Regions from separate parts of the Mus musculus genome. Here region 1 is linked to region 2. The links are chromatin contacts, called in public promoter capture Hi-C maps. All regions are on one chromosome and are shown on one strand. The core of a region is the stretch at or near the end of the contact, and the rest is flanking DNA. Distances in the headings are between cores, read along the strand shown.

The links. Promoter capture Hi-C pulls out the DNA fragments that hold promoters and counts their contacts.
Region 1: a contact with region 2 is called in a promoter capture Hi-C map of hippocampal neurons, with 2.7 times the contacts expected there. The contact joins the enhancer-like site here to the promoter of Acp1 in region 2. A contact is called at or near these places in 1 of 39 promoter capture datasets (hippocampal neurons), 3 of 115 datasets of contacts at active chromatin or transcription factors (embryonic forebrain, embryonic stem cells and forebrain) and 1 of 9 other capture datasets (pancreatic islet).

Annotation. Positions count from the first base shown.
Region 1 is chr12:30,002,601-30,006,983 of GRCm38.p6, forward strand. It overlaps Pxdn (peroxidasin), which reads left to right. Exons shown (of 23, transcript NM_181395.2): 17 at 1-824; 18 at 3,116-3,250; 19 at 3,926-4,134. Among named protein-coding and RNA genes, the nearest start is that of Gm15691, 55 kb to the right of the region's middle. Within about 2 kb of position 1,886, at least 79 of the 459 cell types and tissues checked have an H3K27ac peak or open chromatin away from gene starts, as enhancers often do. A contact at or near this core is called in forebrain and hippocampal neurons, where this site is marked.
Region 2 is chr12:30,909,511-30,914,318 of GRCm38.p6, forward strand. It overlaps Acp1 (acid phosphatase 1, soluble), which reads right to left and starts at 2,102. Exons shown (of 6, transcript NM_021330.4): 1 at 1,980-2,102. The coding sequence starts at 2,022. Sh3yl1 (Sh3 domain YSC-like 1) reads left to right here and starts at 2,159. Exons shown (of 10, transcript NM_013709.5): 1 at 2,159-2,717. The coding sequence starts at 2,717.

The sequences.
Region 1 (4,383 bases), core at 636-3,135, 910 kb before region 2:
CTGGCCAGCCACCGTGGCCTGCTGCGTCAGGGCATTGTGCAGAGGTCTGGCAAGCCCCTGCTTCCCTTTGCCACCGGGCCACCCACTGAGTGCATGCGCGATGAGAACGAGAGCCCGATACCATGCTTTCTGGCCGGCGACCACCGTGCCAACGAGCAGCTTGGCCTGACCAGCATGCATACGCTGTGGTTCCGGGAGCACAACCGCATTGCAGCAGAGCTGTTGAAGCTAAACCCGCACTGGGATGGGGACACTGTCTACCATGAGACCCGCAAGATAGTCGGGGCAGAGATACAGCACATCACCTACCGGCACTGGCTGCCCAAGATCCTGGGGGAGGTGGGCATGAAGATGCTCGGTGAGTACCGGGGCTACGACCCCAGTGTCAATGCTGGCATCTTTAATGCCTTTGCCACTGCAGCCTTCAGGTTCGGTCACACTCTGATCAACCCTCTGCTCTACCGGCTGGATGAGAACTTTGAGCCCATCCCTCAGGGCCATGTGCCCCTCCACAAAGCCTTCTTCTCGCCCTTCCGGATTGTCAACGAGGGGGGCATCGACCCACTTCTCCGAGGGCTGTTTGGAGTGGCAGGGAAGATGCGCATTCCCTCTCAATTGCTGAACACAGAGCTCACGGAGAGGCTGTTCTCCATGGCCCACACAGTGGCCCTGGACCTGGCTGCCATCAATATCCAGCGAGGCCGGGACCATGGCATCCCACCCTACCATGACTACAGAGTCTACTGCAACTTGTCGGCTGCTTACACCTTTGAGGACCTGAAAAATGAGATCAAGAGCCCTGTGATCCGGGAGAAACTGCAGAGGTGGGTATTGGTAAACTGAGGCACCTTGATAGGTATGTAGATGTCAAGAGACCTTGGCTGTGAACTGTGATGTCACCGTCTCTAGGTTCAAGCTTCAGTGGTGAGAGAAATCTGTGGTGACTGAGATTGGACAGCCTGTGGTCTGCTGGCCAAGATGCTACATACAGAGCCAGCCTAGGGTTGGGGTAGTCGTGTTTGCCCACCTCTTTGTGCTCAGGAGGTAGACTTTGTAAACTGTAAGGAGTTTTCTGTTGAGATAGCAGTTATACTTTCCTAGCTGGGACAGTAAAGTCACATGGCAAATGGGCCTCAGACTGGCCAGCCTCCTGGGCCTGGCTCTCCACCTATAGTGTGACTCATGCATGAGTGGCTATTGCTCATACAAGAGGAGAGCTGGCCTGGGAGCTGAATAACAGATGTGGAAGTTTCATGGGAGATGAATAACCCACCACTCAGAGGATAGAACTGGTCTGCTCGGGATTTGGTTATCTCATCTAGGGCCAGGCTTCTTCGGACCTTCTGCCTCCTAGGGGCTGTTCAGACCTGAGGCGTGCAGGAAGGTCTCCCTTGTGAGATACTGCAGTTTCTGAATGACAGCTGCCTCCCTGTGCTCCAGTGCACTTACATAATGGGATTTGATTATTGGCGAGGGAAGCACGCGAGTTCTCCACGGGGACAATATATCTTTTTGTCACCGTTATGCTTAATTGGGATTTATGCTCACTGACTACTTCATGGGGCATCATGTCCCCATCCAGATGGCCACGGATGGCTTTCCCAGTTCATTTTTGCTTTTGCTTGCCAAAATATTTCAGAACTTCTTGGTTTCTGGTAATCTTGCCACTGCTGCTGCTGGAGATGGTGGGCCTGGACCAGCTGTAAGGGGAGAGACCTTGGCAAAGACACGACGCATGCACGCGCACGTACACACATACACACATACACTAGTCATTTATTCTTTCTGTGAACTAATTACAAAGAGGAAAAAATGAGATGTGACTGGGAGGAGAGCTGAATGGCCATGAAAGCCTGGGCTGCCAGGATTTTCAGCAGGCCTTGGGGAACGCAGCTGTCGTCTACTGTCCTGGCAGCCTGTTGAAGTTTTACATTTCAGGGCAGCCTGGAGATGAAGACGTGGGCTGAATCTGGGCTTCTCTCCCTGGTGGGGTCCACAGGCTACCCCCCCTCCGGGGGGGAGGCTCTGTAGTGCCATGGAGAGCATCCCCAGCAGACCTGAAACATATCCTTCAGCCTTCTGCTACCCCTTTACAGACGGGAGGGCAAAGAGCAGGCATCCTGAGGTGACACTGTCATCTGGTGCCCGCGCAGCAAAGCCAGCAGCCCTCTCTGTCCTCATGGCAGGTGACTTCCAGTAAGGCCTGGGAGGCTTAAGGCCAGGGTGCTTGTCCCTGAATGTCAGTGACCACAGTTTGTGCTTGGACAAGCTAGATGGCAGCTTGATGAGAGTAGATTTGATGGAAGAGGAATGTTTGTCATGTTGGGAGATGAATGTATGTCTTTTCCGATAGATTATAGGGTGCTCCACTGTCGCTCCAAGCCTGGTGGGGAATGGAGGGTTGGGCGTAGGGGTTGGAAGATGTTATTTCAGACTCCAGCACAGTCTCTTGCAGCAATTGGAACCAAGACTACCTGGTGCCTTGTAAGCTCTTAGAAAATTGCACAAGGCTAGAAAACAAAAGTCTTTTGGCATTGCTGGTTCTTTCTGTATCTTTCTGTATGGGCATACATATTCCCAGGGCATGGAGGACCTAAGAGAATGCTTGTTAAACATTTGATAATGTTTAAGCTTCATGTTAGATATCTACCCTATTTAATTAACCAGCATTTCCATTGACAAATACATTTCTCTATACTGTAGGGTTTAATCTTATTCTTTTCAATTAGACTATTCATTGTTCTTATACTTAAGGAAAAGGATAGGTGTGAGGAGATAGATAGGTTGCCTCATGAACTTGGGTGATTCTCCCTGGAGCACAGGAAAGAATTATGTCTTAATTTTCTTATGTTTTTGGCTTTCAAATCACTTATAAGTAAATATATATATATATATATATATATATATATATATATATATATATATCCCTCATATATACAAGGAAAAGAGGAAAATTCTTTAAAATGTGATTAAAGAAGATTTAAAGAAATAGCAATGAGCTCTCTTTGTCCAGGAAATGTCTGGAGGATGTATGGGGGCCTTTTTCCTGTTTGCAGTGTTTCATATCCCAGGCAGCTATGATGAGCACACTCAACTTTGTCCTTGTCTATTGCAGGCTGTATGGCTCGACTCTCAACATTGATCTGTTCCCAGCCCTCATGGTAGAAGACCTAGTACCTGGCAGCCGCTTGGGGCCCACACTCATGTGCCTGCTCAGCACACAGTTCCGACGCCTGCGGGATGGAGACAGGTGGGTGCTAGAAAACCTTGTCTTACACTGTTGGTGTGGATCTGGGGCAGAGAGGACCTGTGCTTGCTTAGGACAGGGAGAGCCCCTTCCCACTTGCTGCCCTTCAGATGGCTCCGTACCTCCTCAAGGCTGCCTGGCACCTTACCCTTTCAGGCTAACACACCTGAGTCCCAGGTACCATTGGCCTCTGGAGCCAGTGAGAACGGATATATTTCCAGGAGCCTTTTGACCATCCCAGGCAGTACCAGGATTAGAGCATTGTTGTTTGTTTTGTTTGGGTTTTTGAGATAGGGTCTCACTTGTATAGCTTGGGCTGGCCTCATGCTCAGATGTGCACCCTAACAACTTTACTGAGACTTGAGGCTTTTGGCAAGATGATTTTTTTTTCTTTTTAATAATGTTAATTTACTTTAGGAAATGGGAAAGAGGCCAAAGAATCAGCTGAGGAGTTTAGTTAGAAGTTTCACTATCCATCCTTTTGTCAAGAGTAGCCATCTTCTTGCTGTTTTCTCTCATTTATTGGGTGGGAATTTGAACAATGGTGGCTATATACTTTTTTTTAATTCCTGCTAACTGAATCCATGATTTCCATATTGGCTTGAATCCTTGTGGCTGACATTCTCCCTGCCCTCTGCTGACCCCACTGACCCTGCTCTTGTCATCCCCGGAGTCCAGGTTGTGGTATGAGAACCCAGGCGTGTTCTCCCCCGCCCAGCTGACTCAGCTCAAGCAGACGTCCCTGGCGAGGATCCTTTGTGACAACTCAGACAACATCACCCGTGTGCAGCAGGATGTGTTCAGGGTGGCAGAGTTCCCCCACGGTTATAGCAGCTGTGAGGACATCCCCAGGGTGGACCTGCGAGTGTGGCAGGACTGTTGTGAAGGTACATGCTGCCAGCACCCTGCCCTGCCCTCACTGTGTCCCCATTACTGCTGCTTTGCCTGAGAACGGGGAAAGTGGCCTTTGCCCCTCGTTGTGGGAATTGTTTGTGATTGCTTTGCTTAGTGAACGGTGACATGGTCTGAGGGAAGAATGTCCAGTTTTATCTTTTATTGTAAAAGCACCTAGCCTTGAGCCTTAGCTATATAGGTTGGTAAGTCCACGCACTCTGCCTCTTGATGAACGTAGGAGG
Region 2 (4,808 bases), core at 852-3,351:
GATGGTGACTGCAAAGTACCGGCTTCAGAACAGCTGGACTTCATCTGTGGTGTTCACCACTATATGCACCTCCAGTGGCAAAAACAAAATACTGAATTATATTGACGTCAAACATATGCAAGCATGTACTTCCTTTAAAAGTCATATTGGTACAATATGCCAGCACAGATAACTATAATAAGCAATGTGAATTAAGGCCAGAGTTTTACTTTGTTCTTCATAGAAATTACCTAGTACAGATATCTTGCAACTATCACACACAGTACCTTGTACTGAAAAGTGGAATAATAAAGGGAAAAAAGCTATTGCCCACAAGACAGATAACTCTTCCTAAGAGCTCCACAGGCTGTCAAATAAAAATGCAACTTATGGAATAAAATATCTCGGGGGGGGGGTACCAATGGTCTGGGTATAAAAAATCCTTGACTTTTTTTTCATCATTTTGACTTTATAAAACAGATGGCTTTTCAAGCAAAACCCAGCATTAAGGTTCCCAGTAAAGTTAACCATACCATCAAGGCATAGGACAGCAACAGTTTCTTAAGGGCAGTCCCCACAGGTGGGTGGGAAAGATAAAGCGAGGTAGACAGAAAGTCTTGGCAGACTTCTAGCCTAAAGAGGAGTGTCACTCTGTAGGAAAAGCAGAGGACAAAAGACAAATAGCTGGACTGTTGACAATTTAACCCTTGCCCCTCAGGGTGGAGTCAAGGAGGCAAGAACTCTGAAAAAAGAAAGAATTGCATATTATGTAAAGGAGAATCAAGGTTGAAATTCTGTGTTAGAAGGTACTTAAAAGATTATTCATTTAAAAACAAACTGTTTTTCACATGGCATGAGTAATTGTCCTAGGGACTGAAAACCAAGGTTTCAGAGAGACCTAAAGAAAAGAGACTGGCTGAGAACCATAGCAACTGTGACCCAAGGATGACATCAAACAAACCTGTCACAGAATGGTCTTCCTGTAACCTAGGCTCACGTTGGCACAATGGGGAACAGGGGTGGGGGTGGGGGTTTCCGGCAAGAACTCCAGCTGTTCTAATAGAAGGGGCCAGCTTAGAGAGTCACACTACAGATATGAAGCCACCTGGGCCAGTTAGCAGGTGAGAGGGTTCAAAGGAAGAAAAGCAAGTTAGGTGACGGACAAGAGCATGAGGGAATAACAGGGATGATGATTAATCGTCATCGAGACCTTAACTGATTAGAAAAAGACAACTCTCAGGACGTCGGTGATGGCTTATCCCCCGAGGATGTGATCATAAGGGCACTGACCTAGTCAATGGTTTAACCCAGTAGATTCAAAATATGAGGAAATGACTGGAGGTAATGAAAGATACAAGTGTGGCTGAGCAGAAGAAAATACATCCCGATGCGTGCTCTTGGGGCTAACGCTTGTCTTGCTCTCTACTCTCCCCTTCTGTGATTCCCGTCCACAGGAGCAAATAGTCCCTGACTCATGCTCTGGCCACCTTGAAGGACCATGATGCCTTGCCTCACCACAAGCCCAGAATCTACAACCATTCAAAAGGGGCCTGAACCTCTGAAACTGAGTCAAAACAAATCTGTTCTCCCTAAAGTTGTTTTGGTTGGATATTTTTCAGCACAGAGATTTGGAAGTAACTGCCAAAGCAGATGATGGGCGACTCTCAGACTTAAAAGAGGAGGAGCAAGTGAGAGGGGTCTACGGGCTTGAGAGAGAGAACTCGCACAAAGATTTGTGGTTGAAGGGCACTCGGAAGGGTGACATGGGCTTTGGAAGGGCATAATCTGGGACAAAAATTACACAGATCTCGGGCTCAGAGGAGTACCAGATGATGGGGGATGCATATGAAAAAGGCAGACAAACGAGTATGTGCTCAGACGCGGGCCCAGCCAAGGCCTTCTGATCTGCTTCCTCCGCCCAGCGCTCTTGTTCGGAAGCCTAACAGGGAGAGCACTTCAGGGTCCCAAAGAAAAAGACCCTTAAGTCGGCGAGTCCTTACCGAGACACACGAACAGCACTGACTTGGACCCAACCTCTGCCATGTTTCGGTGCAGACCCTGGCGCCCAGAAACCGCGTCGGGACGAGGCGCATGCGCACTGCCAGGGTTCTGACCGTGGACATGCGCAGTCCGCCGCCCCACGTTCGTACGCGGCCAGAGGCGGGGCCAGAAGTCGCCTAGAGGGCGGGGCTTAGGCGTTCGGGTTGGCAGCCCGGGCTAGCGTTCACTCTGAGCTCTGCCCAGGTCGCACGTCTAAGGAGTGAGGGCGGGGTGAACGCGGGGCGACCCCCAGAGCAGCTTGGGTGGCACGGTGTTGAGCAGGGAGGATTAGGATGTGCCAGGGCAGCCAATGAACTCAAGGATAGCGGCTTGCAGAGCCTCCTAGGGTGGCTCCTCCGATCGGAGCTACCCGCCCTTCCAAGCTAAGTTACCCCTTTGGACCACCGACCCCAGGCCGGGCCACGGTACTTAGCAGTGGGTTTCCCCGATTAAGAAGAGGGGGTGATTTACAAGGCTTCAAAGGAATGAGGCGGGTGGACGCAGATGAGCTACGTTCTGAGCAAGGGTATAGGACCAGTGATCGCTTTGGCAAAAACAGGGCATACACCTATTCCCTTACCTGGGTCAGGTGTGCGCCCGCTGGGCGGGTCCCGTCAGGGAGGCGGACCAAGGAGAACGCTTTCCTCTTCCTGGACTGGAGTGAGGAGCTCGGGTACCGAGAGGAGCGGCAGGCACCAGTGAGTAAGGGTCTGAGCGGCTGGGGCGTGTCGGCACCGCGGCAACTCTTCCTCTTGCGATGGGCGTTGTGAAAGAGGAGAGAAAACAGTCAAGTCCCTGGGTTTGTCTGGGCGCATCCACCAAGATCATACTGCACGGATCCTTTTGTAAATCCTCAGAACTCAAGATTAGTTTTCTACACTCCTGGCTAAAGGTTTTGGTTGATTGTTAACCACAGTCGTTCCGCTTCATTGCAGAAAAAAAATTTTTTTTCCTCCAGCATTTCCAGTTTTGAAGACAGACTTTCATTTTGTTATTTTTCCCCTAATATCTGATGTTTTACCATCTTCTGGTTTCAAATTGTTTTGAGAATTGGCATCCTGTGTACTTGACACAGATGAAGGAGGTGCAGATTGGGGGTTGTGTAGGGCCTTTGTGGGAATGTGATCTCTGGGAAAGGATAGTCCCTAGGGGAGGGGCTCACATGCGTTTGGGACTTCCAGAGGTAGAGGTGTCAGGACTTTGACACAGTGTCTTTGGTTCTGCGATACTTTACAAAGGGGTGGTGTGGAGGGTAATTTGATTGCTGCATCTCTAGTATATAGTGCCTGTATGGTTTTTTTTGTTTGGTTTGGTTATTGTTTTGTTTTGTTTGTTTTGTTTTCTTTTAGTGCTCTGAACAATAGGAATAGGTAACAATAGGAAGCAGGTTTCTCCCCTGGCAAAATGTGCCGGCTTCTTTTCAACAGATGTTACTACTGCCCTGCCAAGGCAGACCAGGGAAGAAAGACTTGAAGTAACCACCTCCATGGAGGAATGCCCTGGCCTGGGGCAGAAGCCTTGCCCTGTTCTGTGTTTACCAAGTGAACAGGTTCTGTATTCCTGCTGGCCCAGGTATTTTCCTTGAGATATGAGGAAATGTTTCGATTACTAATGAGTTAGTTCACTTGTACACAAAGTTTAGAGAATAACACGGCTGGGTTGAAGGTGCTGTTTTATTCTGCTCTGTGGCCTGTTATTGAAATACCATAGTAGCATCTGGTTGTTTGTAAATTGCTATGTTGGAGGTTAAAATAGACTAAGTGATAACATTCATCCTGTTTGTTGCATCTTAACTAAGGAGAATTGGTTATTGGCTCACTGTGTTCAATGTCTGTGAAATAAGTCAATATTACCTTGGTTTTTGTTTTTTCTCTTTTTTACCTTTCAAAGAAAATTAGCTTTAAAACTCTGGTTACATTTACTCTGGTTTTTTTTAATTGATACATTGTGACTAAGAGTCCTTGTCCATTCACTCATTTGCAGGTGGTATTGTGAAGTGCAGGACTCTACCATAACATTCACTTATCCCCCCCCCTTTTTTTTTAACTGACATGCACAAAGCATGCATCTGTGATCTTTTCCTATCCCAACATTTCCCTCAATTTCTCTGGGAAGCAGATACAAAGCAAAGATTTTTTTCTGCCCTTTGCTTCCAGTTCTTTGTCCCCATCCAAAGCCTTGGGGAGATGGGGGGGACAGTGGGGTTCACATGGATAATTTGGTTGTAAATTTTGCTTAAGGAGATTAATGGTCTAGCTAGGAACATGGACTGCGACTTATGGATATGACAAACTTGGTCTCCCTACAACAAAGTAAGTAGTCAAAGCTCAAGCCCCAGAAAGACTACAGTGATCTAGAAACAAAGGCAGGAGGTGTCAACAGCGTGTTTAACGGTGAGCATCTCAAGAAAGACAGCATCTCAGAGCCTCCTGAGAGACTTAACCTTTGGGCAGAGGCAAGGCAGGCAGGGATGGTAAGGTTTTATCAACTATTCTAAAAACAGTATTAACTTAGTTGTGTTCTTATTTCTTTGATCTCTAATGGAATTTTTATCAAATTAGCAAATTAACCCATGTAAATTAAAATTTGAGGACATGGTTTAACACAGAATGAAAATTTAGAAAGCCATGTCTAGATGCCCTTTTCCCAAATGTGCCCTTTTTATATTTCTGTTGATGTTTGGTTTTGTTTGTTTAAAATGTTTAATGGTTTTGAGAGTTGATTGTTGGTGGCATTAATTTATGATCTATAAATTATCTATAGCAAGAGCAGGGTGACACCAGGCAGTG